2 separate regions of the Zea mays genome follow, and region 2 is linked to region 1. A link is a contact called in public Hi-C data. All regions are on one chromosome and are shown on one strand. The core of a region is the stretch at or near the end of the contact, and the rest is flanking DNA. Distances in the headings are between cores, read along the strand shown.

Evidence for each region. A called contact is a pair of places that touch in the nucleus more often than the background predicts.
Region 2: a contact with region 1 is called in a Hi-C map of leaf, with 2.8 times the contacts expected there. The contact joins the promoter of LOC100285618 here to the promoter of LOC100279613 in region 1. A contact is called at or near these places in 4 of 25 Hi-C or Micro-C datasets (ear, leaf and tassel).

What each region holds. Positions count from the first base shown.
Region 1 is chr6:161,089,058-161,096,193 of Zm-B73-REFERENCE-NAM-5.0, forward strand. It overlaps LOC100279613, which reads right to left and starts at 4,287. Exons shown (of 5, transcript NM_001152609.1): 1 at 3,794-4,287; 2 at 3,634-3,703; 3 at 3,376-3,536; 4 at 2,889-3,278; 5 at 1,947-2,443. The coding sequence starts at 4,015. The coding sequence ends at 2,201. It also overlaps the pseudogene LOC103631539.
Region 2 is chr6:161,387,138-161,394,273 of Zm-B73-REFERENCE-NAM-5.0, forward strand. LOC100285618 (COV1-like protein) reads right to left here and starts at 3,766. Exons shown (of 8, transcript NM_001158509.2): 1 at 3,371-3,766; 2 at 2,302-2,354; 3 at 2,099-2,208; 4 at 1,499-1,666. The coding sequence starts at 3,487.

The sequences.
Region 1 (7,136 bases), core at 3,037-5,536:
CTGCAATGTGGCAATTTATTTGTTTGTCATACCTTTGTTTTTAATCAATCCAATTTATCCCAAACTATTGTCTTGCATGTTAAGTTGAGTTTAATTTAGGGGTGCAAATGGTTACCCAATGAGTGGACCTGATGACCCAGCGCAAGTGGACCTTGCATCTCTAGTTACATTTGTCTTCTCAGTATGTGAACCAAAATAGTCGAAAGCGAACGACCAGGTACATCAATTTGATTAGTTTGCCTAGTTAATCGGTCAGTTAACTACTCATGATTAGTCAGCTCTTTCTAGTTGAACTAGTTGCTGCTGACAGGCTGACGGTAACTTGGGCTTCAGCCCAGTAGTATTCAAGGCCCATCCCATACCACCACATCCTATCCTATATACTAAAACACAGGCTCCTCTGGCTTTGACCTAGCTGCCAGCTGAAAGGAGCATGAGCAGGAAACAGGAAAATCATTCGACCGTGATATGAAGCCTACTGGGATAGCCAATAGGCTAGGCAATTGGGCAATACGCTTCCCTGAGTCGACTAGTCGATGCCTAGTCACAATATACCATTAACTGCAATTGCCTTCCACTGGGTGAACATTATATTGCAGTATGTTCCACCTTGAAACCTGCACCATGCAACAAGAAAATAGCAGACTTGATCTATGCACATCCTGGATCTAGCAAGAAACCAAGACCCCAATTGAAGTTGAATTTTTTTGCTATCTTGTTGGAAAGCCATATTTCAATCAACAAGTTAGCATGAAACTCGTAAGCTTATACTAGGCCCCAAATCCCACCACAGGAACTGGAAAATCCCTGTGGCTAACAGAACATGTTGGAAATTGGGGCCGGTTGACTGCAGAAAATAACTAATGAGAATAGCTGTCTCACTCTACCTACGAAGTTGTATTCTTCTTACCTTCGTATTGTAATTCTCAATAATAGCCGAAGGTACATTTGTGATCCTTTGTTAAATAATAAGAGTAGAAGAAAGAAATGTCTAATAGGGTTGAATTATATGCTTCATTCTTGAGTTGTATATGATTTACCCTTAACGTCCTTCATTTATCTTCTGTTAGTTTTCTACATCTTCATCCTTTAATCAATTTCCCTCGAAGGAAATTGATTCAAAGAATGAAGATGAAACTTAATTTGACTGTGTTGTCTTATTTTTTATATCCTGAAGGAGTCAAAAATGAGTAACCAACTGTATATATAAAAAATCTACCTTCCAATCACATTATAAGAGCTTAAATCTCAAGCATACGCAGTATATAAAAAAACCCGCACCTTCTTGTAAGAGCTCAAATCGCATATGTAGTATATAAAAAACTCGATTAACCAGGTGTTGGCCTCCCAAGGTATTTCTTAAGAGATAGAAGAACTCACCTCATTGGCCAAAACATCCCTAAACCTTAGCGACAGGATTGGGAATTTTTTATCCAACCTATATATGATCTTGAGAGTTAAACTTAGGATCTGAAGTTGCTACTAAAGCACCTCCAACCACTAGGCTATAGAATAATAATACTTGACTGTTTTGTGAAAGGATTGTCGCCGCTTCTAATCTATCAGAGCCGTTGTCGCCATCAACACTATACTCCGACCTTCACATGGTGACCTCCCAAAACTCCGAAGCTAGACTCTCTGTTTTACGGTTTCTAATGGCTAGGGTTATGAGCTAAAGTTAAAGATCTTTAACAGTGATATCAAAGTCATGGTTTTGGGCTCGGTCTCTAACTAGTCAAATAAGACCAACCTAACCTAAGAGCTGTGCTAATACACGGAACAACTGAGACAACTACATTCCAAGGAGAAATAGAACCTACTATCATATTGTCCACATTTGTCAAAGACATTTTTCTCACCACACGTATATACAGTTCCCATGCAGCGTCTGCAGACCATAACATCTTCACGGAGATGAGATAGGATAAGTTTCGAGCACAGATGATAGTAAAACTGATGGTTGATTATTTATAATAACAGGTTCTCATTCCTGCTAAGATACAGCACGCCTGGAAAACGAACATATTATATACATACAATACCACAATGCCAGCAGCTTTCTAGAGTGCAAAGCCTTTTCCGTGAACATCCACAAGGCAGTCTCCTCAGGGGTCAAAACAAATTATCCTGGAAAGCAACACCATTGCATCCGAATTGCGACATACGAACATTAGATATATGGCAATAGATTATGCCTTTTTCATGTTGTATCCATTTTGAAACCCAGGCTCATCAGCAGCTGCTGCAGGGCCTTCCAACCCCAAAGCAAATCATGTTCATAAGCAGTGGCTAACCCATTCTCAATCAGAACGCCATCCTCAAACAAGATATCATCTCCAGTTTTTTCAGCATAATTCTCATCAGTGCTCGAAATACCGCTGTTCTCCATGTTTTCTTTTCCAAGAAGTTCGTCTAGAACTTCCATTTCCTCATGCAACTTGGACTGATCAAGAAAAAGAAAAGGCTCATCGAATGAGTACACTTAACATGGATAATTGAACAATCAAACATAGCTATTGGATTGCGGGCTTTTTCCCACTTCAGGAAACCCCTTCCTCCTATTCAAATGAATACTAACACCAGATAAATTTTCAGTTCCCATTATTTTTCCCTAAAACACTTAGCAAGGAACTACCAAACTCTTTTGTGCTCTGGTGAATTAAAATAGTGTGCAGTTGTTAATACCCCTCAACTGTTATCAGCGTGGTCACTTGTAAACGCATTAAGACTCACTCTACAAGCTGTTAAATATTTCAGATAGCGTGCATAGAACGTACACTGAACTACTTATAGACAGCATAATAGACTAACAGGTATATAAAAGGCTTATGGAATTAAACTGTGTTTGCTCTATGTCATGTGCGACAGGTGTTGATTAAACAGGTTACCTTTTGAGGGTTAGCTTCGTCTGTCTTCACCCAATCTACTTGAACAGAAGCATCTGTGGCAACCGCTGGCTTCTTGTCCTCCTTGGCAACAACGAATTCATCTTCTTGGACCAGATTATCATCTACTTGGAGCTCAGCTTCTAAAACAGTACCCTTTCTGCTTTCGCTGTCATTTGAAACAACAGTTTGTTCTATCCCAGCAGACGCCACTCCCCCCTCTTCTACTATTTTCTGATTCTTCACATCACCCCAATCTTCAAACACAACCAATGTGTTTGCGGCGGTTTCACCTGTCTGAAAGCTTCTGTTTGGCCCACCCTGCCAATGCAACTTTCCTGTGGAATCTTGGAGCAAGAACTTGAACTCAATCAGCTTGTTGGCCGGCAAATCCTGGTCAAAACAGGATAGACAGAAAGGGTGACGTCGTCACTTCAGAAGCACGCAGATCATAGCACACAATGCGCATGCGCACAAAACAAAGGCTCACTTTCTCTAAGGTCCAGTCGTGGCTTTCCGCCCACTTCAAAGGAAACGCGTTCGACAGATCCCAGAGGCCGAGCGCAGGGTCGTCGCCGACAAGGCAGACGCTCTGCCCGAACGTGCACTGCCTTTTCAGCACAAATCGAACACGCACTGTCTTGCCAGCAGCTGGGAGGGAAGGCAAAGGCGCAGTAAAAAGTAAGGATCCATCATTCGGGATCAAACAGATTTAGAAGTTTCGCACCATCCATCGTCTCCGACTTACCCAGTTGGGAAGACGAGGTTTCAGCAGCAGCCGCCGGAGCGTCAATCGCATGGACCTCCGCCTCGTCAGCCTGCATTAAAAAAAAACTCCTCAAAACATCAGGGCATCACAGTACGCCGAGAAGAAGGCGCGCGCACGATTCCGGATCGCCGCGACTCACCTGCGTCGCCACAGCCACGGCGCCGCCCTCCTGCGCGCGCGGCGGGAGCGGCTCGTGGTGCTCCTGGTGGGAGGCTACGGCGACGAGCGCCCTCCGCCGGGCGCGCGCGGCGAGGCCAGCGCCCACGACGCGACCCGCCCCGCGCGCGCGCCCGTGGACGAGCGGCGCGGGCCGGGCCCGGGCTAGCGACGCGCTGCGGACGGCCGCCGTTGCGGATTCCATGGCTGGCGAATGGCGATACCGGTGTCGCCCCCTTCCTAAAACCCTGTGCGCACTGCGCGGCACTGGAGGGAGAGCAATTAACAGGCGCTTCCGCACTTCGCAGCGCACGGCTCCCGCCTCTTGGCCGCGCCCGTGATGTGCGATGCCGTGCTCGCCGGCTGCGCGGTCCCGTGTGTCTGGGTGGCGTTCACCGGTAGGCCACGGCCGCGCGGGGGCCCCGTGGGGGCATGGTCTGCGGTGACGAGGTGGTGGGGAGATGGCGACGAGACGACTGCCGTGCCGAGTGCGAGCGCGGCACAGTGAGACAGACAATCAGCGTGGGGCGGGGGTGGGCTCGTCGGTCGTCTGCCGTAGGATCTCGCGCGTGGGCAGGAGGGCGTTTCGGGTTTCGTGACTCCGGGAGGTCTCGGTCCTGCCGCCACGTTGCGTGGCCGGTGGTGCCCCCTTGCGCTACGGATCTCGCGGGCCGCGGCGCCACCGTGCTTGCTGGACTGGATCGCTGGACTCGCTTTGCCGTGCCGTTACGTGGCTCTCAGCGTTTTTCGCACGGCAGGCCAGCCGTCTTTTGGGCTTTGGCCCAAAGGCCCACTGCCGTGTTATATATGATTGGACGAGCTGTGAAACCAGCAGCTGTATTTTGTACAGTATGTACTACTGGATACGATAAAGACCGTCCTTTTCATGCCTTGAAGCGACCTATGCAGGGTGCACATCACTTTCGGCCTCAACGAAGGCTTGAATGGTGGGTGATTATAGAGTAAAGGCAAACGGATATGGCTCTATTTAGCACGCATAGGCAGTGGCCGAGCTTGCACAAGAAAAAAGAGACGGGGCCAACTGATGGGAAAGGCAAAGGGACGGGGGCATACCTGTTATTTTTATAGTAATTTGAAGTAGCAAAATCATGTATTTAATTAAGAAATATTCTAAGGTCCCGTTTAGTTTGAGAGACTAAAGATTAGTTCCTTTATTTTAGTTCTATTTAGTTCCTAAATTATCAAACGGTGAGACTAAAATAAGAACTAAATTGTTTTAGTTTCTAGTCTCTCAGTAGGTGACAAAAAAGGACTAAATCATGTAAATTCCACTTTTGTCTCTTCTTTATTTCAGTTGCACTAGTGACGTGAAAATGTTAAGGAATATTTTAGTCCTCTTATGATTTATTTAATGTGTTTTGAATAGTTTTAGTCATAGAACTAAAACGGGTCTAAGCCTATTTGGGGCATGACCCACTTTAGCCCTTACCCAGCTCTACTACATACAGGTAAAATGCATTTAGGTCATTTGAGTCTCGAATCCTTTGAGTTTTGGTGTATAGATCATCGAACATGTACGATAATAGCAGCATCTAGATTTCTAAACTTACTCCGAGCACCAACTTTAGTTAAAATAGGCTATGATCCGCTCCATTTGTATTATGTTGATATAATATATAGGATGTGTAAAAGACTGATTGAAGGGTTGTAGTACCCAAAAATTCAAATCTTGAAAATTTTCTCAAACTCGCTCTAAATTCAAAATGAATTTTAAATTTCATTTCAAAAAGCTTGTTTGTAAGTTGATATCAACAAATAAAATATAGTGGTCTATATTTTTCTCCAAAATCCTCCTCAAAATATCATACAAATATTTCACCAATAATCCTCTCAAATTCTTTTCAGAAACACTGACCAAATATTCCACCGATAATTCTTCAAATATTTTCCTCATGAGAAATACATTCAGAATCATTTTTAAAGTCCCTACAAATATTTTCTTCATAATTTTCTCCATGCTCATACGTATACGTACGCCTCTGGTGTCATACAGTGAGCTCAACAAGCTAATTTCACTTATACATGACTAATACATGCTTATCTCTCACTAATCCTTGCATCCTGAAAGGGAATTAGGCTTACACTTTTTTCCTAATTGATTTTGGTGGTTGAATTGTCCAACACAAATAATTGGACTAACTAGTTTGCTCTAGTCTATAAGTTTTACAGGTGCCAAAGGTTCACAATAAGCCAATAAAAAGACCAAGAAATGGTTCAAACAAAGAGAGCAAAAGACAACCCAAAGGCACCCTGGTCTGGCGCACCGGACAGTGTCCGGTGCACCAGGGCACTCGACGCTGAACTAGCTACCTTCGGGAAATTCAGAGGGCGCTCCGCTATAATTCACCGGACTGTCCGGTGTGCCAGCAGAGCAACGGCTACTTCGCGCGTAACGGTCGACTGCAACCGCATTCAATGCGCTACAGTGCGCGCAGAGGTCAGAGCACGCGCGGGAGGCACATCGGACAGTCTATAGGACCTGTCCGGTGCACCACCGGACAGCCCAGAGGGCCCACAAGTCAGAGCTCCAATGGTCGAACCCCAACGGTCTACTGACGTGGCTGGCGCACCGGACAGTGTCCGGTGGCGCACCGGACTGTCCGGTGCGCCATGCGACTGCAGCCTTCCAACAGCCATATTTTGGTGGTTGGGGCTATAAATACCCCAACCACCCCACATTCAAGGCATCCAAGTTTTCCACCTTCAACACATTACAAGAGTTATAGCATTCAATTCTATACACTCCAAAGAGATCAAATCCTCTCCCAAGTCCAAAGACAACTCAAATCAATAGTGGCTAGTGAGAGAGTGATATTTGTGTTCATTTGAGCTCTTGCGCTTGGATTGCTTCTTTTCTTTCTCATTCTTCTTGTGATCAAACTCATTTGTAATCGAGGCAAGAGACACCAATTGTGTGGTGGTCCTTGCGGGAACTTTGTGTTCCGTTTGATTGAGAAGAGAAGCTCACTCGGTCTAAGTGACCGTTTGAGAGAGGGAAAGGGTTGGAAGAGACCCGGTCTTCGTGACCACCTCAACGGGGAGTAGGTTTGCAAGAACCGAACCTCGGTAAAACAAATCACCGTGTCTCACTCTTTATTCGCTCACGATTTGTTTTGCGCCCTCTCTCTCGGACTCGTTTCTATTTCTAACGCTAACCCGGCTTATAGTTGTGCTTAAGTTTATAAATTTCATATTCGCCCTATTCACCCCCCCCTCTAGGCGACTTTCAATTGGTATCGGAGCCCGATGCTTCATTAGAGCCTAACCGCTCGAAGTGATGTCGGGAGCATCCGCCAAGAGGGAGA
Region 2 (7,136 bases), core at 2,516-5,015, 300 kb after region 1:
TCAAAGTCATGTATCATATATTCGTTTTAGTTCTACTAAGTAGAAAACCTTTGGACTCTAGAGTCTCCTACCACAACTCTAGTTTTCTATTTACTCTTGTGTGACTTTCATCAACTAGCACTACATCGTCCACAAAAAACATACACCAAAAGATTTCTCTTAGTATGTCCCATGTTATCTTATCCATCACTAAGGCAAAAAGGTAAGGGCTTAAAGTTGATCCTTGATGTAGTTCTATTTCAATCGGGAAGTCATCTGTGTCTCCACTTGTTCGAACACTAGTCACAATATTATTGTACAATGTACATGTCCTTAACTTTATGTTTGTCTAAAGGCCACCACATAACATTCCTTCGTATTTTGTCGTAAGCCTTCTCCAAGTCAACGAAACCCAAATGTAGGTCCTCTTCTGATTCCTATACTGATCCATCACTTGTCTTATTAAAAAATAGCTTCCATGGTTGACCTTCCGGGCATGAATACCAAATTGCCTTGTAGGGATCCTCGTTATTCCTCTCAAACGATGCTTGATAACTCTGTCCCATAGCTTCATAGTATGACTCATCAACTTATTTCCTCGGTAATTAGTATAACTTTGAATATCTCCCTTATTCTTGTAGATCAACACCAATATACTTCATCGTCAGACATCTTGTTTGATCGGAATATATGGTTAAACAACTTGTTAGCCATACTATAGCTATTTCCTCGAGCCATCTCCATGCCTCGGTTGAGATACCATCAGGGCCCATCGCCTTACCCTCTATAATCCTTTTCACTGCCCCACTAACTTCACATTCTTCGATCCTACCACAAAGCATCTATTGGTGTCATCAAAAGAGTCATCTAACTGAAAGGTTGTGTCCTCATTCTCCTCATTGACCAATTTATTAAAATACTCTCGCCATCCATGGTGTGACCTCATCCTCCTTTACCAAGAGGCGCTCCATTTCATCCTTAATGCACTTAAGTTGGATTGCACTAAAAACGTATTGTGGCTTTCAAAACAGAAGTGCGACCAACAAACTGTTTATGTTGTTTATGAAGCATAAAGTTTACGTGATCTAAAACTTACCAGTTTTTCGTGCAGACAATGGAAATGTATAGGTGATGTGGTTTATTGATTGGTAGATGGGATAGTCGATAGATCCGTGACTCGCCCTCCCTTGGAGGCTCTGAGCTACACTTCTTTGATCTAATTTCTGCTTAATCTCAACTGATAGAAGGGTGTCCCTTTTAAAGAGACAACTTGACCCCTATGCAAATATCTTAACCAAATCTATCTTATCTCTAAACTCTGTCCTAATCTTATCTCCAACTAACTCTATCCTAATGGATCTGCTCAATCCAATAGGCCCAGCCCAACTGGCCCCATCAACTGCCCATAACAATAAGACTCCTCTACAGGAAAGCTAAAATATTTTTTGAAGAGATAATATGGATGGACAACATTGGTGCACGTAGAATTGGAGCTGCGTATGAAAAAAAATTACATTACCTGGTGAAACAGCAGTACTAACTTGCTTTGATGCAGAGTATATGTGCCTTACAAATGGCATTTTTTTTATAAACCATTCTCCAACCCAGAAGACAGTTGAACCCACCCAAGAAGACACAAAGATTCCAACAAGAAGTATGAACACCAGGGAGGTAAAAAATCCAAGGCCTGAAACATTGTCAAAAGCAATTGTCACAAGAAAAAGATTACGAATTCAAGAATGAGGTTATCTGCACTGTACAAACCATAACAATTCACCATGTACTCAGACACTTCAGGAATCTGTTTTTTGGTAATACAGGGAGAGTTCAGGACCAATTAACACCACATCAAAGGAAACTGGTATTAAATAAATGGTCGAACAAAAAACACCTATATTTCCCTGAGATAGGGTTTGCATTTCTTAGTTCCTTCTGAAGATTAAATCTAGATCGAATACAAAGAACTCATGGGGAAAAAACTTGTAAAATGCTTACGTCATAACAACATTATACAGCATATAAAAATAAAAGGAAAAATGAAATTATGACATTGACAATTCTACAATTTTAGTAATATATCATGGCAAAGAAGTACCACAAATAAAGCATAAACAATTACCGAACATGTCAAACCCCAGTTTTGCATAGAGTGGGCTGAAAAAACCATCAACAAATTGAATAAACCACCACGTGAGGAAGAATGTGACAGCAATTGGGAAAAGAACTACACTGCAGAGACAAAGTAGGCAGCCAAAACAGGATATTAGCATAGATATATTGTAGTCACTGCAAAGTATCTGAATTGGTCCTTGTGAAGCATACCATCCGGTCATAAATTTTCTTGACACCCAGCTTTGAAGAACAGCAAAGCATGCCTATTATGAAATGAAGATATTAGCTACAAGAACTGTTCGAAATCCTGGCACATGAATGTAGAGGAACAAAAAAAAAATCATTTGGGTGCATCAAGAAAAACAAGAAAGTGACACAATAAAATCGGGGTACACATTTTGTTTTGTTTGTTGGAATAAATTCATTCCCATGGTATCTAAATGATGTGAAAATTGCTGGCTTCATAAATAAACCTTTACGGTGGAAAAATGGTAGAATGGCTAAATATGTGGACTACTATTTGTCCACTAGATAGTTGAGGCTAACACTCGGCCACAATTAATTTATCATATTTCTATTGTTGGTAACGAAACTGTATGACTAGGTCATATGTATTGCCTCTGCAAAAATCCTGCATGTTCAAAATCAAGAAACATTTGAAGCCAAGAACATCGTGATAGACTGATAGTTATTGTAGACTAACTTGACATCTATATTATGCCAAAATTTGCTTCAAGTCTAATTAATGTGCAGTAGAATAAAATACAGCATTCGGCCCAAATATTCCTTGATGATAATTAAAAGTCTCTCGTTTAAATCAGTGCCTACTTCACATAACAAAAGCATTGACGCATCAAACGCGAGCGTGGCCTGCATTTGGTGTCACGAAGAAGAAATCATGTTATACCCCGTAAACCTTCATTTCGAACAAGCCACAACCAGTGGATTTCAGCCTTTCACGATAACAATGGAAAGTGCTCATGCCAGCACTACGAGAACCGATGCAAAATATTAGACGTGAAAAATAAAATCAAAGAGTTAATTTGACCACAAAGACGTCAGGTGGGTCAGGTCCCGCACAAGACCAACGCCTGCTTCCCTCCCGAGAAAGGAAAGGAGGCGAAACCGTGGAAGTCCGAAGGGCGAAAAGGCAGTTTCAACTTGAACAGCGCGGCCGCACAGGGGCGACCGCGACCAGATCCAAGCGAAGCGACTAGGGTATGGTAGAACCGTACAAGCTGCAGGGTGGGGTAGGGTCTAGGGCGAGACGGATTCGGACCTTGCGAGTGGACGTGGCAGGCGAGCTGGGTCGCGGCGGCGACTTGACGGGGTCCTCGGGGTCAGGCGCCGCCGCCTGGCCGAGTGGCAGGGGCGCGTACTCCTTGTCCTCCGGCATTGCGATCGGCGGGACGGATGCTGCTTGCCGAAGCTTACGCGAGGTTCTCGCGAGCGGCGCAGTGCGGTGAGGAGTCGCGGTCTCGGTGCTCGACGGGGACAAGGTGGTTGGCTTCCGCTGGCTGCCAGCGGCAAGAGGCAGCTAAACCAAACAGCACTTGCAGAACTGCGGAAGCACCGAAGCAGTTGATGTGGCTGTCTGGTGGCCGAGTTGGAAAGCGACACGCCGCCGGGAGTGACCGAACTGCCCTCGCGTGGAGCCCGTGCGATCTGGCCCCGCTTGTGATTCGGCTGCGAGGATGGGGCACGTGCTGACGTGCAGGTGGCCAGGAGTGGACGTTTTAAAACCGAACACCTGAACTTGGACTCTAACTTCTATTCAGGTTTTTTTTTGTTCAAATTCGGTTCAGGATATGGATCTAGGTTCGGTTCCTAGTCTTTAAAACCTAAATAGACCGAATAGATCTAAAGTATAAAAAATTTTAATATGTGATGATATTATTATGTGATTTTATGAACTTATTAGCTAAAAAATATTATGTCATGTGAATCATAGTATATATATGTCTATATGTTATTTTTATAGTGAATCCTTGTAATAATAGTAATTCTATTTAATTATTTATTCTGTATATTTTAAAAAAAAACACTTAACGAGTGCTCTTGCTTTTTCCTCCCCGTCCATGATCAATTGTCTCACTCTGACCTGCATGTTGGTTCACTGTCTCTTGGTTGTGAGTATCTCCCTTTGCTTCTAAAAGTGATTGTTTTTTATGTGGATGGCTCACGGTTTGAGTTGGTCTTCCGCTAAGATTCTCAGGTGTTCACCTTCTTATACGATGTCTCCGGCCTCTTGAGCTGGACGTGTGTTGTGGGAGGAAATCCCAATGGGGTGTCATCGCATGGGAGGTCTTCAAAGCTTTGTGTATGAATGTTGCCTTCTGGGGTGGGCGGGTCTTCAGTACTCCTAACCATCAGAAGGCACATGGAATGGTTTCAAGTTGGCTTCTTAACCATGGAGAACGACATCCATCTCAAGAACAGTTCTAATAAACCAACATGCAAGCATGCAAGAGCCAAAGTTGAATGATGTTGGACCTTCATCAAACTTAAACATGCATGTTATGTATGGACACACCGAAGATAGTTTGCTTTCTATTGATCTTGAAGGGGATTGGATTATAGAAGAGAAACCAAGAACTGAAACTACATTGCTTGGAGATAGTTCAGCGGAGATCCTTGATGACGCTCACATGGTGATGTCTGCTGAACCTTTCAATGTGCCTGGTTATTTGAACTTGGAGGTAGGAAATTCACGCACAATGGATCATGTTGAGCTAACAATTTTCGATGAGAAACTGGCCTTGGCTTGAATGTTGCAAGTCTTTCTGTTGAATAATTAGACAAATTCCAATCTAAATTCCGAATATAAATCATGACCAAATCAGAAGAACTGAAATAACAAGCCAAATCAGATGATGCGTACTGATTAGACTTACTGATCGATGGCACGCGCCGGAATCAGCAGGGTCGACGATGTCGAAGTAGCGAAATCAGCAGGGTCGACGAGGTCAGCAGATCACGAGCAGTCGCGTGAAGACGCTTCCCAAAAACCTTATTCGCCCTCTCCCGGTGCAGGATCTAGAAGACGAAGGGTTCCGGAGACCTGCTCTCCTGATCGCAGATGCACCTCTGCGGTCGGGACGAAGGGAACTAAAAGGCGGCTCAGCTATGAAGAGAGGCGAAAGCGAACTGGGAGCTGGGGATGATTTGGAGGCTGGCTGCCGGGCTCCTTTTATAGGGCCGAGTCCGCGACCCCCGTGCTTATCCGCCCACGAAAATCTCGCAATCAGTTGAGATTTTATAGGGATCGGTTAGGATAAGTGTAACAACCAAGAAACCAAAAAATCAAACGGCAAAAGGTAGCCGCGCCCCCGCAAGGCGAGGGGCCGGATTTCGGCGGACCATTCACGCGCATGTCGTGCGCCCGCGCCCTTCGCCCCGGCCCGGCCCGGCCCGGCCAGGCGAGGCGAGCGAGCGCGCGCGCGTGTGGCTCTCCACACTCTCTCCTCTCATCCATGACTTGGTGAGTGAGTGTGGCTTCCATATTTAAGCTAGCTCTACTCCACAAGAGCTAGCAATATGGTGCTATTGGTTCCACCTATCACTTTGCCATCCACTTATATGGGCTTTTGAGATTTTCCTGGAATTATTAGAAATTCTTAATTGGGCCAAGCCCATAAATCCTAACAATCCCCCACCAGATCTCAAATGCCCATCTGCAGTTTTCGCCACTGTCCACTACTGTTTAATATACTAGTTTTTCAGCAGAGACTGTTAAGTTGAACTTCCGCCTAGAACTCCAAGTTACACCAACCCACAACTTGGACAATGGACTATGCCTTGAATTGCAAGTTTTGCGTGAATGGGTTTCACTTGAAGTCATGACCAGTACTTGGCTACCAGTAGTCCCCTTCTCGTGTGGAGCATATACGTCGTACTCCAAGGTCTCTTCATGAGTTTACTAGAGATCACCCAAATCTCATAGACTGCGAAGTTAGACAGTCTAACTCATATAGGTGTGTTCTTTCAAAGAATGTTCTGCAGGACAACATCTTCGCTAATACAAGCCAACAGAACACATTAAGGCACAAAGCCAACCTGCCTTACAGCATTTGAGAGTATTGCATCTTTACTTAGAGAGGGTCAAAAGTTACTCTCCTCAGTTCACCAATGGCTTGTTCTTCCCATGACCTAATTCACGGGATCTCCGATCACATAGACTGGGTTTCCACCATGGCAACTTTATTCGGGTCTCATACCCATCTCTCTCGATGCGATTTCTATCACATTACGTGGTAGTCCCTTGGTAAAAGGATCTGCCAGATTTTTATCTGTTGAAATATAAGTCACACTTATAACTCCGGAGTTTCTCAACTTTCTGACAGACTTCAATCGTCTTTTGACATGTCTTGATGACTTTCCATTATCCTTAGAACTCGTCACTTTAGCAATCACTGTCTGATTGGCACAGTTCATAAGGATAGCTGGTATTGGTTTCTCAACCACCGGCAAGTCCATCAAGAGTTCACGCAACCATTCTGCCTCAACGGTTGCTGTGTCAAGTGTAGCTAGCTCGGCTTCCATGGTTGACCTCGTCAAAATGGTCTGCTTGCATGACCTCCATGATACCGCACCTCCACCAATAGTAAAGACATAACCACTGGTGGCATAAAGCTCGTCTGCATCAGATATCCAGTTCGAATCACTATATCCTTCAAGTATTGCATGCTGACCAGAATAGTGAATTCCATAACTCATTGTACCTTGCAGGTAGCGCATAACCCGCTCAAGTGCATGCCAATGATTAGTCCCGGGGTTTGACATGAACCTACTCAATTTGCTCACAGCAAACGAGATATCGGGCCTTGTTGCACCAGCAAGATACATGAGTGAACCGACAATCTGAGAGTATCTCAATTGGTCTAAACCAATTCTCTTGTTCTTTCGCAGTGTCACACTGGGATCATAAGGTGTTGGAGAAGGTTTGCACTCAGAGAAGCCAAATCGCTTCAAAACCTTTTCAACATAGTGAGATTGCGAGAGAGTAATCCCACCATCTGCCTTAATCAGCTTGATGTTTAGAATCA